Regions from separate parts of the Macaca mulatta genome. Here region 2 is linked to region 1. A link is a contact called in public Hi-C data. All regions are on one chromosome and are shown on one strand. Each heading gives the region's core, a stretch centred on a gene start, on an enhancer-like site or on the middle of the called end of the contact. The rest is flanking DNA. Distances are from core to core; before and after follow the strand shown.

The links. A called contact is a pair of places that touch in the nucleus more often than the background predicts.
Region 2: a contact with region 1 is called in a Hi-C map of fetal cortex germinal zone, with 3 times the contacts expected there. The contact joins the promoter of LOC106999240 here to the promoter of UBL7 in region 1. A contact is called at or near these places in 5 of 14 Hi-C or Micro-C datasets (blood, fetal cortex germinal zone, fibroblasts and 1 more).

What each region holds. Positions count from the first base shown.
Region 1 is chr7:52,392,835-52,398,300 of T2T-MMU8v2.0, forward strand. UBL7 (ubiquitin like 7) reads right to left here and starts at 2,607. Exons shown (of 11, transcript XM_015142714.3): 1 at 2,580-2,607; 2 at 396-608. The coding sequence starts at 579.
Region 2 is chr7:52,549,900-52,554,929 of T2T-MMU8v2.0, forward strand. It overlaps LOC106999240, which reads right to left and starts at 2,913. Exons shown (of 7, transcript XR_013395771.1): 1 at 916-2,913; 2 at 683-777. All of the region lies in intron 1 of CLK3 (CDC like kinase 3), which reads left to right.

The DNA of each region.
Region 1 (5,466 bases), core at 1,357-3,856:
GGGAGGCTGAGGCAGGAGAATTGCTTGAACTGGGACCCGGGAGACAGAGGTTGCAGTGAGCCGCAATCGCAAAACTGCAGTCCAGCCTGGGCTACAGAGCAAGACTCCGTCTAAAAAATAAATAAAAAAAAATAATAATAAATAAATAAATAAAATAAGACAATGTCATAAAGAACCTGGTGATAAAGTACTTCAGTATAATACATGGCTGAAAATGGCAACCAGTAGTTTCATTATATGATTTGTGTTTCTATTTACCCAACACTCACTTCCCTGGAGTGTTAACATTATGAGGCAACAAATCCCAAGCCCTTACTTTACTCTTGTAATTTCAGAAGTATCCTCCCCTAAAAGAGATCAGAGCAGCAGCCCAACCCCATTCCAGAGAGACTCACCAATCAGCTCAGGGTCTGGAACAGACTCCTGGAGTTTGCCAGCAATAAGCTGCTTCAGAAATGAAATACTATAGCCCCCAAGCGAGTATTCTCCCAGTTCTGTCTCTGGCAACCGAAGAATAGACTTTGGAGCAAGTGGCTGGTCAGCCAGCTTCACCGCCAAGTGCCAGTCTGAGAGAGACATCCTCTCTCTTTCGCGCTCTCTCTTTCTCCCTGTAAAAGAACAAAGCCTCAGTGGTTAAAAGACAGACCACCACCCTACTCCACCCCCACCCACCAAAGGGTTGAATAAAAGACAATTCAATGTGACACTGTTGAAGAAGCACAGGGTGCACCATCAGGAGGCCAGAACTAGAATCTGGGGTTCTCTCTCTACTCATACTGTGATGGACAGCTCTCTAGGCCTCAGTTTCTTCATCCCTAATGTGGACATAAAAACGCCATCCAACCTAATAGGAATGTTATGAAAGAGATCATCTAACCCTCTCCCTTCTGTATGCTCCTTTTCCCAATTTTCTTCAACTCTTGCTTGAACCAGTAGAACAGCTTTATAACAAGTTCCCTAACTCTTGCCTCTCCCTATCAAATATCTGTGCTGCCACCTAACAACCTATCATTCTAAAACACAGATCTGATCAAGTCACTTCTTTGCTTAGAACTCTTCCAATGTTGGGCTGGGCGCAGTGACTCATGCCTGTAATCCTAGCACTTTGGGAGGTCTAGACAGGCGGATTGCCTGAGCTCAGGCGTTTGAGACGAGCCTGGCCAACATGGTGAAACTCATCTCTACTAAAAATACAAAAATTAGCCGGGCATTAGTAGTGCACACCTGTAGTCCCAGCTACTTGGAAGGCTGAGGTTGCAGTGAGCCAAGATCTCACTTCACTGTACTCCAGCCTGGGTGACATGAGACTCTGTCGCAAAAAATAAATAAATAAAAATAAAAAAAAGCAAGCCAGGGGCGGTGGCTCACACGTGTAATCCTAGCACTTTGGGAGGCCGAGGCGGACGGATCACTTAAGATCAGGTGTTCGAAACCAGCCTGGCCAACATGGTTAAACTACGTCTCTACTATAATAGAAAAAAATTAGCCAGGCGTGGTGGCAGGCGCTTGTAATCAATCTCAGCTACTTGGGAGGCTGAGGCAGGCGAACTGCTTGCATCCGGGAGGCGGAGGTTGCAGTGAGTCCAGGTTGCAGTAAGTCCAGGTTGCAGTGAATCGAGATAGCGCCACTGCCCTCCAGCTTGGGCGACAGAGACTCCGTCCCCGCCTTCCCTCCCCCTCCCCCCAACAAAGACATCTTCCAATGCCTCCAAACCATCTATATAAATTAAGTATAAACTTCATCGCCTGGCTTACAAAACTCCCTACCAGGCTCCTTCCCCAACAGAGCCCTACCCTGCCAGGGGCCTCCACAACATGTAAGTACACACTCATAACAAAGCTCTCCCCTATTTTACACCTCTGCTCATCTAACTCTGCAAGTAATTTCTCTTCCCTTTTTGGCCTCTTAGCAAACTCCTACCGAAACCAACACAGATTCAACAACCTCAGTCCCCTCTCTTTCCTCTGTTGTTCCCACATCCCCTCAGAACAAAAGGGCTACAAATATCTGCCTGCTCCCTCCTCCACCCCAATTCTTGAAGGCCCTTGGAAACAAAAGACTAAAGTTTTCCTCATCCTTGTCCTCATACCTGACATATATGGACCCCAGAAAATAAATCAGAAACTCTTACGGCGGAAGAATCTTGCAAAGCAAGATAAGTTCTTGTTATAGTCATCATTATTGCTTCCAAAGAGACCTCTGGTAGGGAAGAGGAGAGAAAAGGCTGTGAAGCTGCCTAGCAGACCTTAAAGCATCCTGAAGGTACCTTCCACCTCAAGTTTATGCCAGAAGGAGGTCGTTTTATATACCATGTCTCACTTAATCCTCACAACGGTTCCCTGCGGCAGGCATTAGCCACATTTTAAGGATGAGGGAACCAAGACTCCGTAAAGTCACTGGCCCAAGGTCACAGATCGCTAGTAATGGGACAGGGGCACTATCCAGTGGCGACCTCACCGCTCCAGTGGGACCAGCTAATTAGCTGACACACATCGAGCCCGCGATGCCCAGGGACCCAGCGCCCTCACCCGTCCCGCGGAAGGAACCCGGCCGCACTGCCGCCGGTGTAAACACTCACTCTGGCCCTCTAGCCGGAAACCGGAAATTCCGCGCTGCATTCTGGGAGTTGTAGTTCCCGCTGTGGAACCCGCCTCCTTATAAACAGCCTAGTTGCAAAGCTTCCGGTTCTAGGGGAGGGCGTGGCTTCCGCGCTCTTTGAAATGTCCGGCGCCCGGGCTACTTGGTGCTTTCGTTGGAGAGGGTCGCATTTCCAGTCATTCTTCAGCCTGGTGATTCTCGCGCTCCCCTGAGGAGCTTATGAAGTACGTCGGTTCTGCCAGGTTGGAACGCGCTGCTGGACACTCGGCCGTAAGGCGGATCCTGAATCCCCTCCCACTCCGACCCTTCCCTCCAGAAGGACCTGTTCCCAAGAGGCCCCTTAAGACACATCCCAGGGGTTTCCCACGGCCCTCACGATGAAAACTGCTGTCCGCTGGTGCTGGCAGCCTCTTCTGTGCTCCTCGCCGCTGACTTCCTGCGGCGGGCCTACCTGGGGAGGCATACCGGGAACCGGACGATGACGCCCTCCAAAAGTTGGGTCCTTGAGGAGAGCTACTAACTTGGGTTCCTGGTACACTCTCTACATGCAGTGGTGAAGCTTATCTAACAGTCATTCATAGAATCAGTTTGGGGAGGGGAATTTTCGCTGAACGCTCATAGAGAAACTGTGTTTTAGGTAACTGAGAAAGTTCTGCACGGTTAAAATTGAACAGAACTTTTTTTGCACAGAAATTAGGATTGCCAAAAATACTGAAGAAAGACTACCTCTGATTGGACTCTTCTCAAGGAATTTATAATTCAAGAACTAAGGAAAGAAAGAAGTGATTATATGAAAATACTGAAGTTGATTGTAGCAACTGAAGGCTGATCCTGTGTGGGCAAATGTAAACGCTGAATTCCCACATTCCAATGTACGGCCTGGGATTAGGGCAGCAATTGAGCAGGGTAATGTTACTGAGAGCAAACAGATCGCAGGGTCTGAGAAGGCCTAACATTAAAGGCGGATCACCCCTCTGTTCTCATAAGTTATGTGGGGGGTTTTTGAAATGGCTTTCACTGTCTTCAGGGAGTTTATCTTCATGTATGTTGTGGGCGTATTAGGAACCCAAGGGTGTTCCCAAAGTCTCCCTTTCCCATCCTACCCATTTTTAGATACACCCCCTCTTTCAGTAATCCTTCCTAACCAGATCTTTAGACTCCTTCCTTTCCTAAGTTACTTGCACCTGAGCTCCATAATTTATCAAAATTATATATTATGAATACTTTCCTCAGTTCATGATTTTTTTTTTTTTACTCTTAATGGTATAATTTAATCTCATTAAAAAAAAATTTTTTTGAGACGGAATCTTACTCTGTCGCCCAGGTTGGGTTGGAGTGCAGTAGTGGCTGATCTCGGCTCACTGCACCCTCTGCCTCCCGGGTTCAAGCGATTCTCATGCCTCAGCCTCCCGGGGAGCTGGGACTACAGGCACCTGCCACCACGCCCTGCTCATTTTTGTATTTTTAGTAGAGACGGGGTTTCACCACGTTGTCCAGGCTGGTCTCAAACTCGTGACCTCAGGTGATCCACCCGCCTTGGCCTCCCAAAGTGCAGGGATTACAGGCGGGAGCCACCACGCCCAGCCTGATATTTTGTTTTGATGGTTAGTGCCTTTTGTGTCCTATATAAGAAATCTTTGTCTGCCCTCGTTGTGAAGATATTACCCTAGTTTTTCTTCTGTGTTATTTTATCTTTCACATTTAGGTCTATGATTAATTTCACATTAATCTTTGTATATGATAGGAGTTAGACATCAAGATTCTTCTCTTCCATATGGGTGTACAGTTGATCCAGCACTATTTAAAAATTTTCTTCCCACTGAATTTCAGTGGCAGCTTTGTCATAAATCCGGTGACTATATATGTCTGGGTCAATTTTTTACTCTATTCTGTGCCACGGGTGTATTTTTCTGTCATTGTGCCAGTATCACACATCTTGATTTCTACGACTTTAGAGTAGGTCTTGATATCTGCTAGCCTTTTTCCTTTAAGAGGGGCATGGCTGTTCTATCACCAGTAGATGACAATTGTTAACTTTTGTTTTATGCTTCTAAAAGTATAATTTTACTGAATTTTAAATATATGTATTCAACAAAATTTAGATTGCACTGCACATTTGTTTAGTAATCTACATACTTTACTTAGCTTGAATATTTCCCTTGTGCGCAAATATTCTTGAGACTTTTTACTTTGAAATAATTTCAAGTTTACAGTACAGTTGCAAAAATATTACAAAATAATGCCCTCATACCCTTAACCCAAAGTCCTCAGTTGTTAATAGTTTATATTTACCTCATTATTCTTTCTCTCTCACTCTCTCACTATGCATATTGTTCTTTTGTTTTTCCACCCGTTTAAGAGCCAATTACAGACATTACCCTAAGTATTTCATTATTTCCTGAAAACAAGGATGTATTCTATGCCATAGCCACAGTATAACCCAGCAAAATCAAGAAATTAACAAATACAATACTACCATGTAACTTATAATCTCATTCACCTTTCATCAACCATTCCAGTTGGGTAGAGGCTGATTATCTCTCTGCCATTTTCATAAGTTATGTCATAGATTTTCACATCTATCATATCAGTCATTTCTCCAAAGAGCCTTAGTTCCTTTTAGTGAAGAATGAATGGTATTTAGAAGCCAAGTCTGGCTGCTAGGTGTGTTTATTGTTACTGAGATGTCATTATTTCCAGTCTATCTCAGTGACTAGACTTAGCAAATAAATGAATATATTTCTATTAAATATATTTAAATATGTGTGCATATAGATGTGTATGTTATATATACATATGTATGATCTATATATATGTGAACATATATGTGTACACACATATTGAAATATATGTATATATAAAATGTA
Region 2 (5,030 bases), core at 1,663-4,162, 160 kb after region 1:
CTCCCCTCCAAAATATCACTGCCACACAAGGCTTCTCTAAGATGGACCATGAAGACTGGCCCTGCCCCCACCTCCCGTACTGGGCACAGTTCCCACAATGCCACTGTGCCTAGGCACTGTCTTGCCAGTCAGTAGTGATGGGTTTTCCATGGCAGCCCCCTGCCCTTAGTGAGAACCTGAGCTGTGCCCAGCTTGGTCTGGGAGGGGCTCATGGTCCACAGAATGGAGTGCACATGCAGGCCAGATTGTCCTGAGCAGGGGGGCAGGCCAGGGCAGCCCCAGGAAGGCTTTCCAGGGAGGTGACCCTGGGGCCAAGGCTCAGAGGTGAATCAACTGCCTCCAGAGAAGTCACAGTCAGATGAGGCAGACAGAGGAGAGAGTAAGGACAATAGGACAAGGAGGGCATCAGAGCAGCTGGGCCTGGCAGGCAGTGAGCTGAGCCCTAAGCTCAGTGGAAGTGGAGGTGGGGGGCAAAAGGGAGACCAAGAGGGGTGAGAAGAGCTGTGGGGTTTGGGAGGATGCAGGGCAGCGGCACCTCCCCAGGTGCCCTTGAGATATGCTGCAGTCCTCACCTCCACAGAGGCTGAGGACTGAGACAGGAGCTTGGGCCTGAGGGGCAGGGGAGGTGCAGCAAGCCTCTTCTGGGGTGGGGATGGGAGAGGAGGAGTTACCCAAACCTCACCTGGGGGCACATCTTTCTCCAAGTGTCTGAAAGCTGTGAAAGCCACAAAAGAATGAAACTCTAAGGGTAGAATGCCAGGCAGGATGGCCTCCAGGCTGCAAAGTGTGGAGAGGGAGAGAGCTGGGAGATAGCTTCTTTTCCACCTCAGAAAAAGAGAGTTGCTTCGTGACTGGGAGGCAGGGACTCCTGGATTCTTAATGGTAGGCAGTTTGGTAGGAAGGTGACTAACTTACCCCATCAGAGCCTGGAGCTCAGGGCAGGGCTGGGGACAGGAGCTTCTCTGAGAACATCCATTCCTCAGGGCTGGTATCCTGGAGCCATGGAAACTCAGGCAACACTAAGTGGTGGGAGGAGGAGACACCACAGAGGCCTCCCACCTCATCTGAGCTGATGAAACCCTGGGATGGAACCTGGCTAGTGTGGCTGAGGCCATGGGGACCAGGCAGGAATGGCATCTCAGACAGCCTGGGATTTTTCAAAATCTTCAGCTTTTGAGGTAGGACCTTATGGGGCAGGACCTCAGCAGCTGATCTGGGTCACCCCCTGTACACCGAAGCGGCTCCTGACTTTCTTTTTTGAGATGGAGTTTCGCTGTTTTGCCCAGGCCGCAGTGAAGTGGCCTGATCTCGGCTCACTGCAATCTCTGCCCCCCGGGTTCAAGTGATTCTCCCACCTCAGCCTCCCCAGCAGCTGGGACTACAGGCGCGTGCCACCACGTCCAGCTAATTTTTGTATTTTTAGCAGAAATGGGGTTTCGCCATGTTGGCCGGGCTGGTCTCGAACTCCTGACCTCAGGTGATCCATCCACTTCAGCCTCCCAAAGTACTGGGATTACAGGCGTGAACAACCGTGCCTGGCAGATTTTTTAATTGTTTTTTGAGACAGGGTCTCGCTCTGTCGCCCAGGCTGGAGTGCGGTGGTGTGATCACAGCTCATTGCAATCTCAACCCCCTGAGATCAAGCGATCCTCCTGCTTCAGTCCGCTGCAAGGGGCTGGAACTACAGGCACGCGCCACCAAGTCCGGCTAATTTTTGTAATTTTTTGGAAGGGGACCTAGTTTTGAATTAGCGTCTATTGTTTACTTCCGGTAGCCGTGGTGGAGCTGGCAGAGATTTGGGGGATACTAAACACCCCTACAAATCATGCTGTGAGATCCCCCGTTTCAGGGAGAGCCGCTGGCGAAGGACTTGAAGCACAGTCGCAGCTTGGAAGGGGGGCCCCCCTGCGACAGCGTCCCGCGTCAGGGGCGGGCCCAGCCCCGCGGGGGAGTGGGTATGGGCTGGGCAGCGGCTGGCCGGCCGGTGGGGAGCCCCACGGTGGTGGGGAAACCCTTGGCGCCCCCGCGGAGCGGTCCCGAAGAGGGGGCGGTGCCTGGAGGGATGGTCCGCCCCGACTGAGGATTTCTAGCCCTCGCGTGGCGTGGGGACAATTAGGCGCCACGCCCTGTCGCTCTGCTGCACGACGCTCGCGAGGCCGGGGACGCCACTCCCAGACCGGGAGGGACGCGCACGCTCACAGTGAGGTCTCTCAAAAGAGCCCCACCTCAGTTTTCTCATCTGCAAAGTAGGGCCTCGTAATCCTGCCCGACCTGGCGCGGGACAGTAGGTGTCAGGGATTTTGGTGACCTCACGCTCGAGGCCTCTGCCAAACGGGGCTGTCCAGTGGCCCGGAGATGCGGCTGGCGGGGGTTTTGTCTGGAGGGGGAGTCTTAACGGAGAGGCCACGCAGGCTGGCAGGAAGCTGCTCCACCGGAGGGGGCTCAAGGAGAGGGGATCTCCTCCCCGCCAGACCCCGGCCCCGCCGACAGGCCCCGCCAGAGTAGCACTAGGGTGTCTTCCCAGCAACTGCCCAGCACGCACTGGCTAGCTGGGAGCCCCACCACGGCTTTCGAAAAACCCGCACACACCAAGACAATGTGTCGTTCGCTCGTTTCGCGCAAGCGGAGTCGCGTCCGCCTTCCCGAGCCCCAGCGCACAGACCTCAGGCCGCTCTCGCGCTCTCCGGGGCCCCGAGAACAATGCCCGTCCTCTCCGCGCGCAGAAGGGAGTTGGCGGACCACGCGGGGTCGGGGCGACGGAGCGGGCCCAGCCCCGCGGCCGGGTCGGGGCCCCACGTCTCGGCTCTGAGAGCCCAGCCGGCCCGGGCCGCGCACCTGTCAGGTCGGGGAACCTACGTGCGCCGCGACACGGCGGGAGGCGGGCCGGGCCGGGCCCGTCCCCTCGACCCTCCCGGAACTAGTCTCCGAGGCCGCGGCGCCCACCGGAGCGGAGAGGGCTGGTGTCCCGGAGCCTTCGAGTCGGGGGCTAGAGCGGCCAGGCCTCCGAGCCGGGTCGAGCCGGGGCTCGCGACGCCTGCGTCACGCGAGGGGGCGGGGCCGCCACGGGCGGAGGTCGCAGCCGGAAGCGGAAGAAGCGCTCGGAGCGGGGAGTGGGGCCTAGCTGCAGCCGGAGCCTGGGAGACGGTAAGTGTGGGCTGGGGCCCGCGGCGGCGACAGCGGTGGCGGCGGCCGGGGGTGAGTCGGCGGGGCAGGCGCGCTGGTGCCATTCGGTCTCGGCTTACTCCCTTTCTTTCTCCTCTTCGGCCCACCTCGGGCCGCAGCCTCGACCTCTCACCCCTGACCCGCTGCTTCTGCCCCGGAGGGCGGTCACTGCGGACCCTGACCTCGATTCCGCGGTGTTGAAGGCGGAGCCTGAACGGTCTCTGGGGCCGCTCAAGAGTCCAGTTTAGGCTTTGTGCCTGCCCGCGGAATGGGGTCGGGTCCGACGTGGAATAGCCAGAGACCCTTCAGACACCTCCCCTACCCCTGGCTTCAGACTTGGTCCACAGACGACTCCTCCCTTGGCGGCCTGGAGTTTGATTCTGGCCCAGTTCGGCTTTGCCTCTGCCCCCGGGATTCCCCTCGGCGCCACTGGTGGCGGTTACAGGAGAGGGGACTCTGAGACCCCTGGGACCTGGCGCGGCAGGAAGGGACGCGAACTATAGCGCAGGCCCCCTTGTGTGTTTTGTTGTGGTGATGGAGCCGCTCCAGCCCGGGGGATGGGCTGGGCCAAGCTGACAGTACAAATCCCCTGGCTGCTCCTCCGTCCTGCTGGGAGTCTCTAGCTTTAGTTCCGGGTGTGGGTGCCCTGATGTGGAGCTGGGGTGGAAATTGCCTGAACCAGGCCCCCAGCAGAGGCGGAGTTGGCGGCCTTCCAGCTTCCCTCCTTGATGTCCTTGAAAAGAAGAAGCGTTTCACCCGTTGGTGGTGGAGGCTTGCTAGGTGGCAGGTTTGAGGTTGCAGTGGTAGGGCAGTGCCAGCCAAAAATAACCATGGGTGCTGGGGTGGCTGGAATCTGGGAGGGCAGCCGCTGACCTGGCTGGCTGCACTTCTAGTCAGCCCAGTTCTCTGGCCAGGAACAGCAAATGAGAAGCCGACAAGGCCTGTACTCAAAGTTGACATCCCTGGCTTGGTTTCCTTCACATCACCATTTTCCTTATTGTGCAGAGCAGAGCTTCCCAAAGCATAATTGTGGCCTTTAGCTGCTTTTTAAACAAGCTGTTTGCTGAGGTTTTAGAGAATCAGAAATAATTGAGAAATAGGCCCTAGAGCCCTGGCTGGGAGGATGATATCTGCTATTTCCAATATTTTACTTGCCTAGAATGTGTTAAAGGAAGGATACTCTTTATTACTGCTTTGTGTGCGGTACCTTATAACTCTCATACTTCTCAGCTCTTTTGCCAGGCTGGGAAATGTTATCTCCGTTTTCCAGCCGTGCTAACCAAGGCCTAGAGTGCCTTGTCTAAGGTCATGAAGCTGGTATGTGACAGCACTAGGATTTAGTTTAGAGTTTTCTGCCAGAGCTCTCTCCTCCCAGTTTCCTTGGAAGGGACTTATAAAATGTCTGTAAGGCATTTAACACACCCCTGAAGTGTTACCTGGAACTTTTAAATGATTCATGAAAAGCTGCCACTAGTACCTCTGTGGGCACAAAGCTGTGCTAGGCCTTTCACTTACAGGACAGACATATTTTATCCTCATAGAACCTTGTAAGAGATTACTATTCCCTTGATGCAAGAGGAAGCTGATGGTCAGAGTAGTGTAATAATTTGTTCAAAGGCACACAGCTAGAAGTAGCATGCCATGAATCAGATGGACATCTATAAGACTCTGAAATTGTGCTCTCCATTGATGTGAATATGTATGGACATAAGAATCTTCTAGGTCCCAGGAGGGAGTCTTTGACCTGGTGTGACCGTGACCATGTCCTCCAGTTCTGGTGTTTGTCTGCCCAGTGAGGATGGGCAGGATCATACTTGCCTTATGGCATGATATGTGCCCTGGCCAGTGGAGCATCTTCTGGGTCAATT